Regions from separate parts of the Mus musculus genome. Here all the other regions are linked to region 3. The links are chromatin contacts, called in public Hi-C and HiChIP or PLAC-seq maps. All regions are on one chromosome and are shown on one strand. Each heading gives the region's core, a stretch centred on a gene start, on an enhancer-like site or on the middle of the called end of the contact. The rest is flanking DNA. Distances are from core to core; before and after follow the strand shown.

The links. A called contact is a pair of places that touch in the nucleus more often than the background predicts. HiChIP or PLAC-seq counts read pairs in DNA pulled down with a chosen protein or histone mark.
Region 1: an H3K4me3 HiChIP or PLAC-seq map of embryonic stem cells shows a contact between it and region 3, with 28 read pairs. The contact joins the promoter of Pla2g12b here to the promoter of Micu1 in region 3. A contact is called at or near these places in 10 of 39 promoter capture datasets (the 3T3-L1 cell line, 3T3-L1-derived adipocytes, cranial neural crest and 5 more), 1 of 15 datasets of contacts at CTCF or cohesin (the NIH/3T3 cell line), 2 of 484 Hi-C or Micro-C datasets (extraembryonic endoderm stem cells and nephron progenitors), 15 of 115 datasets of contacts at active chromatin or transcription factors (T-cell acute lymphoblastic leukemia, bone marrow-derived macrophages, embryonic limb bud and 7 more) and 2 of 9 other capture datasets (adipose tissue and embryonic stem cells).
Region 2: an H3K4me3 HiChIP or PLAC-seq map of embryonic stem cells shows a contact between it and region 3, with 5 times the contacts expected there. The contact joins the enhancer-like site here to the promoter of Micu1 in region 3. A contact is called at or near these places in 3 of 39 promoter capture datasets (the C10 cell line, hippocampal neurons and liver), 1 of 15 datasets of contacts at CTCF or cohesin (the NIH/3T3 cell line), 9 of 115 datasets of contacts at active chromatin or transcription factors (bone marrow-derived macrophages, embryonic forebrain, embryonic stem cells and 2 more) and 1 of 9 other capture datasets (embryonic stem cells).
Region 4: a Hi-C map of CD8 T cells shows a contact between it and region 3, with 4 times the contacts expected there. The contact joins the promoter of Ascc1 here to the promoter of Micu1 in region 3. A contact is called at or near these places in 4 of 484 Hi-C or Micro-C datasets (CD4 T cells, CD8 T cells, cardiomyocytes and 1 more) and 1 of 9 other capture datasets (liver).
Region 5: an H3K27ac HiChIP or PLAC-seq map of extraembryonic endoderm stem cells shows a contact between it and region 3, with 3 times the contacts expected there. The contact joins the enhancer-like site here to the promoter of Micu1 in region 3. A contact is called at or near these places in 6 of 39 promoter capture datasets (the C10 cell line, embryonic stem cells, hippocampal neurons and 2 more), 1 of 15 datasets of contacts at CTCF or cohesin (CD8 T cells), 2 of 484 Hi-C or Micro-C datasets (adipose-derived mesenchymal stem cells and nephron progenitors) and 13 of 115 datasets of contacts at active chromatin or transcription factors (the 230-238 cell line, astrocytes, bone marrow-derived macrophages and 7 more).

Annotation. Positions count from the first base shown.
Region 1 is chr10:59,402,014-59,404,936 of GRCm38.p6, forward strand. It overlaps Pla2g12b (phospholipase A2, group XIIB), which reads left to right and starts at 1,672. Exons shown (of 4, transcript NM_023530.2): 1 at 1,672-1,968. The coding sequence starts at 1,758.
Region 2 is chr10:59,353,290-59,356,038 of GRCm38.p6, forward strand. P4ha1 (procollagen-proline, 2-oxoglutarate 4-dioxygenase (proline 4-hydroxylase), alpha 1 polypeptide) reads left to right here. Exons shown (of 15, transcript NM_001316371.1): 9 at 2,061-2,131. Among named protein-coding and RNA genes, the nearest start is that of P4ha1, 31 kb to the left of the region's middle. Within about 2 kb of position 1,257, at least 9 of the 459 cell types and tissues checked have an H3K27ac peak or open chromatin away from gene starts, as enhancers often do. A contact at or near this core is called in embryonic stem cells, where this site is marked.
Region 3 is chr10:59,701,212-59,703,911 of GRCm38.p6, forward strand. Micu1 (mitochondrial calcium uptake 1) reads left to right here and starts at 1,352. Exons shown (of 12, transcript NM_144822.3): 1 at 1,352-1,476.
Region 4 is chr10:60,001,528-60,004,227 of GRCm38.p6, forward strand. Ascc1 (activating signal cointegrator 1 complex subunit 1) reads left to right here and starts at 1,278. Exons shown (of 11, transcript NM_026937.3): 1 at 1,278-1,380. Anapc16 (anaphase promoting complex subunit 16) reads right to left here and starts at 1,608. Exons shown (of 4, transcript NM_025514.3): 1 at 1,429-1,608.
Region 5 is chr10:59,379,592-59,382,502 of GRCm38.p6, forward strand. No RefSeq gene overlaps it. Among named protein-coding and RNA genes, the nearest start is that of Pla2g12b, 23 kb to the right of the region's middle. Within about 2 kb of position 1,345, at least 62 of the 459 cell types and tissues checked have an H3K27ac peak or open chromatin away from gene starts, as enhancers often do. A contact at or near this core is called in CD8 T cells, extraembryonic endoderm stem cells and memory CD8 T cells, where this site is marked.

The DNA.
Region 1 (2,923 bases), core at 422-2,921, 300 kb before region 3:
AATCTTCATTCTCTTCTATACCTATTATCCTTAGGTTTGGTCTTCTCATTGTGTCCTGGATGTTTTCAATTAGGAGCTTTTTGCATTTTCTTTGATTGTTGTGTCAATGTTTTCTATGGTATCTTCTGCACCTGAGATTCTTCTGTCTCTTGTATTCTGTTGGTGATACTTGCATCTATGACTTCTGATCTCTTTCATAGTTTTTGTAACTCTGGTGTTGTCTCCCTTTTTCATTTCTTAATGTTTCTATTTCCATTTTTAGATCTTGGATGGTTTTGTTCAATTCCTTCACCTGTTTGATTGTGTTTTCCTGTAATTCTTTAAGGGAATTACAGAGACCTGAGTTTAGTTCCAGACACCTGTCTCAGGTGACACCCTCCCCCCAACCTTCAGCTCCAGGGCATCCCCCAGCCTCCACAGGCTCCTGTACCCACATGTGCACCCCATTCCCAAACACACTCGAGGCATTGCACATATTAGAGGTAGGTGGTCCACTATTGAGTTGTGCCCCCCCCCCCCCCCCGTTTTCCTTCCTTTTTGAAGGAGTCCTATGGTTCTGTTCTGATATGACCTCATCAGTTATGGCCCTGGCCCAGCCTTGGGACCTAAGTAATGAAGTCATTTAACCTCTCCCTGATTTCTTATTTGTCAAATAAAAATATCAACCTTGCCTAACAAAATAGGTGTGAATGTGTGGAGGGAGGAAGGGAGGGAGGGAGGGAGGGAGGGAGGGAGAAACAAGAAGACAGGGAGACAGACACACACAGAGAGATAGAGAGACAGAGAAACAGGAAGAAAGTCAGAGAGAGACAGGAAAGGAGAGATTGAGAAGAGACTAGTTCAGAATGTGTATGGTCGTTTCCCAGACTGGTGATTTTATAGGTATTCTTCACATGGCCAAGAGCAAACTACGCTGAAAGTGACGCCCAAACTCAGGATTCCAGAGAGCAATCTCAAAGCTTGGAATCTCAAACAGGCTTTCTGATAGCAGCCTGGACTTTTATCTGCCTAAAAGGGGGTGGGAGGAAGGAATCACCACTGGGGCCGAATGTTCCCAGAAGAGACCTGGGGCCATCAGTCTCAGGGGATCCCAGGATACAGCACTGAGTATAAACACATGCCCTGCAGATTCTCGGAAAGGTATTCCCTGGGAGGATAGCAGGACCTTTGCCAGATGGAAGGATTTGAGCTAGAGACACGGAGGGACCAAGGCAGAAACTGGGCTCGAAACCTGAACTTTCACCAAGGCACACTTGGATTTTAGCCCCTGATAATCTGTTATTAGATTCACCTGTGGTGAAGATGACCCCAGTAGGGCTACCAGAGTCTCGCACACACCCTCATGGGCCTCCCCAGGACAGGTATAGAGGAGGAAGTAGTTCAGGGGTGTGGCTGAGATCTTGGGAAGAGCTCTGCAGTAGAGAAACCTGAGGTGCTCAAGTGTGCTGGAGAATCCTGGGGCTCCCGTCCAGCCTCACAGAGTGAGCAGTCATCCCCCCAGCGCTTCGGGGTCCACTGGGAAGTCCCCTCTTGGGCCATCCTCATACAGCCCCTCCCACGGTTTCACCTTTGTCCTCTCTAATCGCTCGGATCGGCTCCCAGCCTCCATGGCTGTGTTTAAAGTCCACCTCTGGGGAACACAGACTGACTGTACCGATAAGCCCGGACACAGGGCTGTGTATGTCCCCAGGGCTTCCTGGGACCCTGGCTGGGGTTGGGGACGAGAGCAGCCGCGAGGGTCTACTTGTGCGTGCAAAATGAAGCTGCTCTGCGGCTTCTTCCTCCTGTGGCTTGGCCTGGTAGGGAACCTGGCTCAGAGTGACCCCAGCCCCAAGGAAGAGGAGTCCTACTCTGACTGGGGCCTGAGGCAGCTGCGGGGCAGCTTCGAGTCTGTCAACAGCTACGTGGATTCCTTCATGGAGCTGCTGGGAGGGAAGAATGGAGTCTGTCAGTACCGGTGTCGATATGGTGAGTGGATGCCTTCTCTGGGAGTGGGGGTGGGGAGTGACAGCATGAGCAGCAAAGCAGGTCACATCTGTCCTACATCCGGTAGGCCAGGTCGCCAGGCAAAGCAAAATCAGGTGTAGCGTCATCCGAAATGCAAGCAGGCAACTAAATCCTGTGAGGGGCCCCGAGTGAAGTCTGGGTTCTATATCTCCTGATAAAAGTGTGATTTATCGGAAACTCAGGCTCTGCTCAGCTTCCTGGGAACTTTCGCTGAGGCCTTTTAGGAGTTTACTGGAGGCAGGTAAGGCCTTAAGGGATGGCAGAGAGGTTTGAGAGGAATCGCAGGGTCTCAGAGATGCTCCTAAGGGGAGAACGCGGAACCGGAGATTCTGCCCTGGGTCAACTCACTGCCTTCGCATCCCAAAAGCTTTGAAGGACTCTCCTCTCTGCTGCAGGCCTCTGCCTGCGATTTGCCTAGATTCTGCCAAGGGAGGGGTCCAGCCCTGCCTTAGTCACTGTTATCACTGAACTGACCTGCCTGCTGCCCGCCAGGGGTCCCAAGCTCTGCCACCACCAAAGAGAGCCAAACACCAGAGACACAACTGGGAACTGGAGTGAGCTCCCATGCCTACCTTGCTTGAGTTGGAAAGCCAGCTAGGGCAGGAGCTGAGGCTGAAGCCATCTTCCCCTTCACCCTCCTGGGAAGAGATGGGAGCTGAGTATCATGTGTCGTGTCCCCCCCCCCCCCCCCCCAATGTCATAGTGTCAAATTCTGGGCGACTCAGCATCACGTTTACTCAAAGTTAGATGGATAAGCACAAGGCCGGGTCACCTCATTAAGTTCACCTAATATCCATCAAAGAGGCAGGAAAGTTAATGCCTGCCATTTGAATCAACACAGGTATTGTCAATATACCCAAGGTTTAGCAAACATCTAACAACAGTAGGACTTCTTGTAAAATGGTGAGCCCGATCT
Region 2 (2,749 bases), core at 7-2,506, 350 kb before region 3:
ATAGGAAAATAAATGAGGTGGTTATGGTACAATCAAGATTTTATTTCTAAAAGCTGATGGCAGTTTATTTGGCTAGTGGGTTTGCTGGCCAGGTGTGTATATACTTAGATAAATTTCAAAGTTTTTAAAGTTTTATTATTTTTCCAAATTAACACTTTTTTTCCCCCCTTAAATCATGTAGTTTTTGTGATGCAATGGGTGCTGTCCAGAGATATAGCAAATTGGCTGCCTAGCAGAAAACCTCTTAAAATCATTCCATATTTTCTCATTCTCTTTAGAATTCCTAACTCGGTCCCTTATTTATAGTCAGACCCAGTTTACCAGTATTTCTTGGTAGAATCTTTGTTAAGAATTCACTTTTGAGATGGAAGGCCCCAGGCTTCATAGGAAATGTTTTAGTTGAGATTATTTTTGAGCAGTAAATTTAGTGGCAGTGAAAGTTAATTTTTCTGTTATTTCAGCATCAACCTCCCATTTAAATTTTGTTTTTTTTATTCTCTTGGCTGTCAGCATTTCTGTTAAGACTATGCATTCCTTTTACCTGCATGGCTGTGGAAAGGCTGTTTTACTGTACATACTGTTAAGTACACACTTTCTCTTGAAAAGAGGAAAGAATGACCTTAAAATAAATTTTAGACAATATTGGGACCCTCTAATCATGTTGTCACGAGTCACAATCTGAGGTTTTAGAGTCCATGATTAATTAGTTACAAATGGCCATTCTTATAATATCAATGGTACTTTGCATTTTAGAGCCTTTTCTTCACGTTATCAATGTTCTATCCTACTGAAGAAATTAATTCCAACCTTTTCTGTTTGTGTGACCTCTATTCACGCAGTGAAAAGCAAGTAAAATAGTTTTTAAGAAACATAAAACTAACTGGCTTTCAAGGCGCGACACAAGGTGATTGGAAGGGTATTGAGTTATTTTCTATTCACCTTCTTTTGTTTAAAGAAGAAAGAAAAGAAAACCCAGCATTGTGGCTGGTTAGGGAAATGTGATCGTTTTTTTGTCTTGTAATGCAACTGTTTTGACGGTTGGCTTCACAGCTGAGGCGAGCCACCATTTCAAACCCAGTAACAGGAGCCTTGGAGACGGTACATTACAGAATTAGCAAAAGGTAAGATTGGATGCCACATACTTTCCTCCTAACGAGCGTTTTGAACATCCTACCAGAATTCTTCTTAACCGAAGTGGATCGTCTCCAGTCTCCAGCTCAAGTGGCCGCCATACACTCCAGAGCAGTGCGTGAATGAGTGCTTGTGTTTCACGGGTTTTCCCTTGACTAGAAGTTCTGGTTTTTAATCTCTGATTGGCCTCGAGTTTCAGGAACTAAGTGCATTGTCATGATCAGGTATTAAACACTCAGGAAATTGCCTGGTCCTTTTCTTTTGCCTTTGTTGTGAGCATGTGAAATTAAGAAAGAAAAAAGAGGCAGTGTGTTCACCCAGGGTGGAGTGCTGCTCACACACCCTCCCCTGTGGTGATTGTCTGCTGTTGTCTTTTACCTCCAGGCTGTCCTTGTCATATGGAGTAATCTGGTCTGAAGTTTTTTATTAAAACAAAAACAAAAACCAAGCCACTGGCCTACAAGTTGGCTCTGGAAAGAGCAGCTGTGCTTCTGAGCTCAGCCTTCCAAATCACTTCCCACCTCCGTTGACTTGGATGGTTTAGAGAAAAGCCAGCTTGTCTTGATGAAAGTTTCAAAATGATCAACTAATTTAGAAAACTTGTTGATCTATATTTGAAGCATTAAACTTCTAGACTTGGGAGAGCTCCTGTGAAACCCACTGCTGCAGATCATTGACATACGCCTCAAAGGGTTTAGTCTTAAAAAAGTGAAAGGACAATAAATACATTTACAGTCAGATTCTCTCCGGACGAACGAACGAGTGGCTCTTCTTGCCACCTTTCTGAGTGTTTTATGATTCGAACCATTACCCACCAGGCAGACCAATCAATCCTTCCAATCACCTGTGGCTTGGCAAAACAGAGAACAAAGCCCAGAGACAGCCTGCTGGAGTGTAAGCCTTGTCCTTTCTCTTTTTTCTTTTTGTAGCTGAGCCGAGCTACAGTACATGACCCTGAGACGGGGAAATTGACCACAGCACAGTACAGAGTATCTAAGAGGTAAGGGAGAATGGACAGAACTTGAGGCATATTTGGAGTGCTCTTTCCTGAGGATCTAATTTTGACCATATTTATATGATATAGTTTCTAAGACCTAGATTTCAGATCAAGCTTTTGGTATGTGTACTTGATTTTCACGATGGACCAATAGACAGATACAGGCAGTTCCATGCAATTCCTAGTCATTGACTAGTATACAGTGAATGCCAGGGGAAGCTCTGGCAGTGCCAACCGATAGGGAAGAACTTCTAAAAGGCTCTGCCCAGAGCAAGACCCAAGGCAAACTCTGCCGTGAAGCTGGGGCTATATGGGTCACTAGTAGCTGTTGAAGAAATGTCTAGAAGGACAAAGAAGCTACTATAAGTCAGTTTAAAATCCCTTGCTTTTAGCAACATTTAGAAGTAACTTTTAGAGTTAACCATGGTACAACTCAGCTGCATAACTCAGAGTTAGGGGCTGAGTGAGTTAGTATAGCATTGACCTCTCTGTTGGCTCACGGGATAAAAGGCTGCTCAGATCACAGTGAAAACAGGAATGTCATTGCACTGAATTGTTTTAGTCTAACCCTAAGTAATATTTTTCCACAGATGCAACAATTATAGAAATAATCTTGTTATA
Region 3 (2,700 bases), core at 102-2,601:
TACTGGTGTGGGGCAGGGGAGGGATACCTGGATATTTCTTCTTATATTTATTTACATATTATTATGTGTGTGAGTATGTGTGTGGGGTGACACATTTGCTATGGTACATGGATGGAGGTAAGGGAAAAATTTGCTATTTATGTAGCTGAGGACAACCTAAAGACAATTCCTGATCCTCCTGCCTCCGTCTCTACAGGGGTTATAGTCATATACCAACATGCCCAACTTAATCATTGTCTTCCTTGATCTTGATGGATTTTTATGTTTGGCTTGGTTTTTCAGACAGGATCTTATAGAGCCCACACTAGCCTCAAACTCACTATGTAACTAAGTATGGCTTTGAACTCCTGATCCTACTGCCTCTATCTCTCAGATTCTGGGATTACAGTTCTATGCCACCACATCTGGCTGAAAATTTTATTCAACAATTTATATATTGATGATTTTTTTTCTCTTTTCCTTATTCAAATAAAGAGTTAATTTATCCCGTGAGCCTCCAAAGTGTTCTATGGTATTTACGATGCAATGTGAAATTTACAAGTTTCAGAGATAACAAGATGTGTGTCCCAAGAGAAGACTTTTATTCGCTCTTTTCTCCTTCCCTTTTTTCATGTATGTATGTATGTATGTATGTATGTATGTATGTATGCATGCAGGTATGTGTGTTCCGCAGCATGGTTCTGAAGGTTAGGAGACAACTTGCATCAGTCAGTTCTCTCCTTCCACCATAAGTGTCCTGGGACTCAAATACGGGTTATCTGGTTTGGTAGTAAGAGCCCTTACCTGCTGAGCTCCTCTGTTTCATAATTTGACACAGGTCTAAGTAAACCACACTAGCCTCTAAGTTCCAAGTGTTGGGAGACTAGCGGGGACTTCCTGGAAGGAGTGAACGTGGAGAACTGGAGGTGGATAAGATTAAGATACATTATATCTTACGAAACTGTCAAAGAATAAATAAAAGATGTTCCTAAAATAAAACCAGTGTGAGCCTCTAGACTGGTGGGAAGAACCTCGTTATCAATTTCCCACTTACGGAAGAGCAGGGTTTAACTAGAAAGAGGCACAGGAGAGGTGGACTTTGACAGCAGAGAAACAAAATCAGCAATGGAATGCAGGAGGGATTTTGCAAATCTGCCGGCATTCCCGCCTAAACAGCGAGGGCGTGGCACCGACGTGTGGGCGGGGCTGAGGACAGGGCGGGCCCCCAGGCGAGGGCGGAGTCTTGACTCGGGGCGGGATCCGAAGTGTGGGCGGGCCCCAGAGAAGGGCGGGGTTGCCTCTCCGCCCCGCCCCATTTTCCCCAACTCGGTTCCTCCCTGCTACGTTTCATCAAGATCCCGGCAGGCCCAGCGGCTAAGGGAGTCACGTGAGAGTGGGCGGAGGACGCAGAGCGGGGCTCCCCGGCATTTGCGTCTCTATGGTTGTCAGAGGTGGGCGGCATTCTCCGAGTTGCTGCTAAAGCTGGAGCGCGGACGGGTGAGTGTGAGGAATCTGATCGCCTGGAGGCGAGTTTAGGGGAGGGGAAGTCGGCGCATTTTGGGGACGAGCCTTTCGTGTGGCTCTGAGATCCGGCCACTTTTCAGGTCCGCCAGGGACTGCTGCTGTCTTGGTGATGCTGTTGGTGATATGCTGAGGGGACTCTCGGTCCTCCGCTCCCTTCACCCTATCACCCCTTATCCCTGTCAGGGAGAACTTGTAGTGCCCGGCTTCTAGCCTCAGAGTGCATCCTCTCCACCTGCGGCCAGGACACACTAGTTCTCCCGGAATTCGTGGATGTGGTCAGAAGTAGATGGAGGAGTTTAGAGCTGTGACAGAAAGATAGATAAATACATGTATTGGGGATAGAGAAGATGGGGCGGGGGGATCATTGGCCTTTTAGAAAAGCAAAACAAACTGCAGACTTCTCGGACTGTTCCGTTTTTTATCCTCACCAGCAACTTCGCGTTCTCATTCTCCCTTTCTCTGTCTGTGCCCAGTCCCAGTCGGGGCTACCCACACGATGTTTCGAGAATGAGCCAGGTATTACTGATTATGTGGGATGCTAGAAGAAGAGTTTAAGGCGGACTGTGTTTTATAATAAGTTGTCACCTTTATAAATCCGAGGTTTTGTCTACAGTCCCTTTCAGGTGCTTGAAGTGCAAATATTTGTGCATGTAAATAAATAATTAAGATTAAATAATTTTCTTCCTGAGACATTTTGGAAAGACCTATTTTTTTCCCGCTTGTTTATAAATACATGTTTTGATCCACTTCTGGGATGACTCCCTTAATAAACCTCTGTTTACTTTAAAGCAGTCAGTAGGGTCAGACAGGGAGGTGATTTAACAGCATTAGAAAGGAGTGTGTGCTGGAGATGAAACACATCTGTTGGGGAGTTTAGGTTTCACTGATTGTCAGCCTTTGAGACATAACAAACAGTTGGCGGACTCGACCATCCTGAATGTTTGCCGGTGTGGACAATGTGATGCTTGTTTAGAATCTTATCCTAAAGAGTTTAGAATGCCACTTATCCGGGAAGATGTTCTGGCCACCAGTTACTTTGTTTTGTTTGAATTCTTTTTTGTTCTGTTTTTTTTTTTTGAGGTAGGTTCCCCACCCCCATCACTAGGTTTGGCCTTAAAGTCTGAATCTTTCTGTCTCTGCCAACTGAATGGTGGGTGGGATTACAGGCCTGCCCAGACCTTACAGACTTCAATGGGT
Region 4 (2,700 bases), core at 28-2,527, 300 kb after region 3:
TCACTGGAGGGGTTGGGGAGCCCTTCAAGTCACTTACAAGCCTCACAGGTGTGGTAGCTGCCTGTAAACCCAGCCCTTGGGAGGCAGAAGATAAGCGATTCCCCATAGCAATGTTGTTAGCTAGGTTATGGGGAATGGGAATGTTCTGGGTTCAGGGAAGCTATGAAAGGCTAAGGAGGAAGACAGCAGACACCAGCTTCAAGCCTGGGCCTGGGGATGTATTGTGAGGTGGCTAGAGTGTTTGCTTACCCAAGTGTGAGGCACTGAAAAGGATCCCATGTCGTTGGAAGGAGAAAACAAACTACCTTTGTACCCTGGAGGCATCTTATAAAAACCCTTGTCACAGTGGCTCCTGGATGAATGATTTATAAATACGAGGTCAGCCGGGCGGAGGTGGCCCACGCCTTTAATCCCAGCACTTGGGAGGCAGAGACAGGCAGATTTCTGAGTTCGAGGCCAGCCTGGTCTACAGCGTGAGTTCCAGTACAGCCAGGGCTGTACAGAGAAACCCTGTCTCGAAAAACCAAAAAAAACCAAACCAAACCAAAAAAACCAAAAAAAAAAAAAAAAAAAAAAACCCCACAAAACCAACCAACCAACCAAAACAAACAAACAAACAAACCGAGGACAAAAGCAATCAGCTCAGTAGAGGCTGCAGGGGACCGAGACAGTTCCAGTCATGACTCTTTCTGCATGGAGTATTCAACCCTGTCGCTCAGGAGACTACCATCCTCATAACGAGGCACTCAGTGAACTTTTGTTGAATGATGATTATCTGGAACTTGGCCCTATCAGGGAAGCTGTGGCTGCTGCCAAGCAGAGGAAACGCTCCTAAGAAGCGGAATGATAGTTTGTGGGGCACAATATGGCTGGCGTGGTTAAATACTTACTTTGTGTACGACAGGGACGACCTCGCACTCATAAACTTTCCGCTTATAGTCTTAAAACAAAACAAAACAAAAAAAGAGATCCTCCTTTAAAATAAAGCCCAGAACAAACCAGATGCTTATGTCGATCGGGATCCAAGTGAGGTGGCTAATTATGACACCCGTTGGGTTCTACTAACAAAAATCACTAGGTGTCCCACCTAGACAGACGGATCACCACCCGCAGCACCTAGCTGCGGTAGCTCTTTCTAGGTGGGATGAAGAAGCTCGCGGGAGAGGGGAGGAGCCAGCACCCTAATCCTGGCTACTCCAACTCCACCCAGGTACGCTTCCTACCCAACAACTCGGGGAGGAAGGGAAGGCTTGCGGCCGGCCCACGGCGCAGGCGCCAACCCGCCCCACGCATGCTCAGTCGGATGACGCTGCCTTTGCATACGGCCGGCGCGGGCGAGCCTCCAGGGTCTCTTCCTACGCTCCCAGTTAGTCCTGGCAGGTAGGAGCGTAGGGGGGAATCAGGTCTGGAAGGTTCTCGGCCACTTACCTCAGCAGCTTGTGCACTTTGACTGACAGCCCCGCCCCTTGGACGAAGCCGTGCGGCCTCGCTCGCCACGACGTAGACGGCGGCGTGCGCGCGCCCGCCTGAGCTGTGGGAGTTTGATGGCGGTGCTGCGCCTGTCCCTGCGGCGGTGAGGGCTAGAGGGCGGTGCTAGCGCGCATGCGTGGAGGGGGCGGAGCCCGGCTGGGCCAGACCGAGCTTTCCGAGAACACTTCCGGGTCGCTGTGGCTGCCCCGCCCCCTTCCCCGCCCCAGTCCCCCGCAGTTTTGGTTTTCTTGCGTTGGTGCTGTCTGCTCCGCCTCTCTAGCGTAGGATGTTCAGCGTTTGCTTTTTATGTGAGAATTGCACGAAAGCATATCCACTTTTCCCTCTTCAAACACCCATGACCCAGGGCTAGTCCGCTCTCCTCCTTCTGCGCAGTCTCTGCCTGGAGCTGCTCAGGAAAGGTACCACTGTGGCTTCGTGCTCAGTGCTCACACTTTGTAAAGGCTCCTTTTCGACAGAACGTGGTTTTTGAAGTGGGAAGGGATGCTAAAGGAGTAGCACACCAGGGTGGCGCGGCACAAGACTGTTAATAATTGCATCCCCCTGCCAACGTTGATTTTCTGTTTTCTCAAAGCACGAACCCTCTTCTTGCGTCCTGCAGGTGGCTGCGGATTAGCGACTTGACTGAGGGTTGGGTCAAGCATTCATTTGGAAGGGATTGTTAGGCCTTCTTTGGTGGAACTTGTTAAGTACGTGAACTTGTAGCCGCAGCCATCTGGGATGGGAACATGGGGTAGTTTATCAGGAGCCTTTAATTCCGAATTATTGATTCAAGCGTGAAGCCGTTTGTTGTGTTCTGGAGGCAGTGGCCTCGGGAAACTGTTCCTTCTCAGTACTGTGTTGGTCCGAGAACTGTGTTAGTAAGTCATATTTTAATTGTACTGTGATAGGGAAATAAATCTGATTGGAAGGTATTTATTTCTAGCATCTTTAAAACGGCTTACCTCTCTTCCGCGGGTATTGTACCGATGGTTCCTCAATGCGTTATCAAACTGGATACGATAAAATATCATACTGGATAGGGTGAATGAAGCACTCTGCTCATACTTAGGTGGCTAGCAAGACCTCACCCCCTATAGGTTAATCAGACACCTATACAAGAACTTACACTGGTGAGCTCATGGAAAGCGACACTATTTTTGCTTAGGATGTGCTGTGAACTGCCCAGTTGAGGCCTACATAATGGAGTTTTTAATTTAAATTTCTTATTAC
Region 5 (2,911 bases), core at 95-2,594, 320 kb before region 3:
AGAGAACTCCTAGCTTTGGAGGGCATAGTGGTGCTGAGCAGGGTTGAGGATGCTGAGAGGCTGAGATGCTCGCTGGCTGCTAAGAAATGGACGAGGTTCAGAATGTCGACAGGCAATGGGAGCCAAAAAGTAAAGGGGCCGTCAGGGCAAGGTGGGAAGTTAGTGTGGTAAAAGAGGAGAAGAAAATGGGGAAAAGTGAAGAAACCCACTACGGACCCGGACTCGGGAAGGATGGAAGCGTACCCAATAGGGAGGGCGTTTGCCTGCATATGTGAATGTGCAAATTTCAGAGTAGAGGCAGTCAGACAGGGACACAGGGATGCTCTGGTGGCAGGGCCCTGTAGCTGGAGAGATGTGAAAGGTCAGTTCTCCAAGGGTTAACAAAGCAACCCCCTCCAGTGGGGTGACTGATAATTTGAGGAGAGTCACCACAGGGTTTACCCTTCCGGGATGGGGGTGGAGCTCTTGATAATTAACTTTAAATACAAATACCAGATACTCTTTTTCACCACTATCACTGCCCACTGCCTGCCAAGGGTTGTGTGCACTATCTCAGGCTTTTTAACTAGAGCCAGGAAGTGGCTCTTCTCAGTTTCCTCACTTAAGCCCTCGGCAAACATGGGCCAGGGCCTAGCTTTCCTTCAGATGCTCTGCCTTGTAGACTGACAGTCTATCCAAAGACACGGATGTCCTGCAGGGCCTCCACTGAGTCTGTCCTGGAGGCTCCCCTACTCTGCAGGGAGAGGGAGAGCCTTATTAGAGACCAGGCAATGGATACTGAGCTTGGTTCCCAGGATTCACTGAATACAGGGATGGTCTGAAAGAAAAAAGGAGAAACTTTAAAAGGTGAGGTGGGGTTCTCAGTTTCAGTTTCTCAGCAGCAGGGTGGGGATGAGGATGTGGGTGTGCCAGTAGGTTCTGAGAGGGATGGGGGCAGGGAGAAACCCAAACAACAACAGTGAGCTACAGCTACACTACAGGACTTGGCAGGAGCCTTGGTTACACTCGGATCTCTTGCCCAGGGCAAGATCTGCACACTATCTCCCCTGTGCCTTTGTCAGAGGCTGCTCCAGGGTAACTGATAGCCAGGCTACTTCCAAATGCTCAGCACCAGCAGACCAGGAGCCAACACCCTGCAGTGTAAGGAACAGGCCTGGGAACGGAGGCACTGCTCTACTGGGTGGTGTTCACAACTCAGAATCTGACCTCAAGTTACTCAGCATGTTTGGATGCCTCACTGTGCTTTCCCACTCACATTGGCGGCAATATCTACCTTACCCAGTCCCGAGGAATACACCCATAGACACCGACCCCTGTAGAGTACACTGCACTTCCTCCACCTTTCATGACTTCCTGCTAGGACCTGTGTATGCCATCGCTCTGTCAAGGTTTGACCTACAGTGAGCCCTCTAGGTTTCCATGGCCATTTTGCCTTGTCTTCCATTTCCATGGTCTCCCAGCAGGCTCACTGAGCTATAATCGGGGCTCTATAGTCCAGTGTCCTGAATACACAAATATAACACATGTACTTGTGTGTAGCACACTTGGCTCTGGAAAAATGTTGTAGGGTTGGGACTTTGAGCCTGGGGTTACAGACTCATCTTACCCTGCAGAAATCCAGTTTACATGAAGCTGACAGACAAATCAGCATGGTCTTGAACATGCTACATGAAGATAACAAGGTGTGTGTTGGGGGAGCGTACAATCTTTTTAAAATACTAGGCAATGTACTGGCTGGTTTTGTGTGTCAACTTGACACAGGCTGGAGTTATAACAGAGAAAGGAGTTTCACTTGGGAAGTGCCTCCATGAGATCCAACTGTAAAGCATTTTCTCAATTAGTGATCAAAGGGGTAGGGCCCATTGTGGGTGGTGCCATCCCTGGGCTGGTAGTCCTGGGTTCTATAAGAAAGCAAGTTGAGCAAGCCAGGGGAAGCAAGCCAGTAAGTAACATCCCTCCATGGCCTCTGCATCAGCTCCTGCTTCCTGACCTGCTTGAGTTCCAGTCCTGACTTCCTTTGGTGATGAACAGCAATGTGGAAGTGTAAGCTGAATAAACCCTTTCCTCCCCAACTTGCTTCTTGGTCATGATGTTTTGTGCAGGAATAGAAACCCTGACTAAGACAGGCGGTCTCATTTCTATTATAAGCTTAAAAAAATTTAGAGTTGTGAGGTTGGAGAGATAAAGGCATTGTTAAAGTGCCTGCTTGTGGGAAGCCGCCCCCACATTCGCCGTCACAAGATGGCGCTGACATCCTGTGTTCTAAGTTGGTAAACAAATAATCTGCGCATGAGCCAAGGGTATTTACGACCACTTGTACTCTGTTTTTCCCGTGAACGTCAGCTCGGCCATGGGCTGCAGCCAATCAGGGAGTGATGCGCCCTAGGCAATGGTTGTTCTCTTTAAAAGAGGGAAGGGGTTTTCGTTTTCTCTCTCTTGCTTCTTGCGCTCTCTTGCTTCCCTCTCTTGCTTCTTACACTCTGGCCCGATAAAGATATAAGCAATAAAGCTTTGCCGTAGAAGATTCTGGTTGTTGTGTTCTTCCTGGCCGGTCGTGAGAACGCGTCTAATAACAATTGGTGCCGAATTCCGGGACGAGAAAAAACTCCGGACTGGCGCAGGAGGGATACTTCATTTCAGAACCAGAACTACGGATCACGTTTATAAAGGTTCCCGTAACACAGACTGTTGAGAAGGATTCAACTGCCGAATTCAGAACTCATCAGCTGGGGAACGACGGTGATAAAGGTTCCCGTAAAGCAGACTGTTAAGAAGGATTCAACTGTATGAATTCAGAACTTTTCAGCTGGGGAACGAGGTAAGTCTGATCTTGAACTTTCTAAGGAAATTCAAGACAGTCTATCAGAAGTAAAGTGGAAAATGGCTTTACAAGTTATGTTTGGCCTTAAAT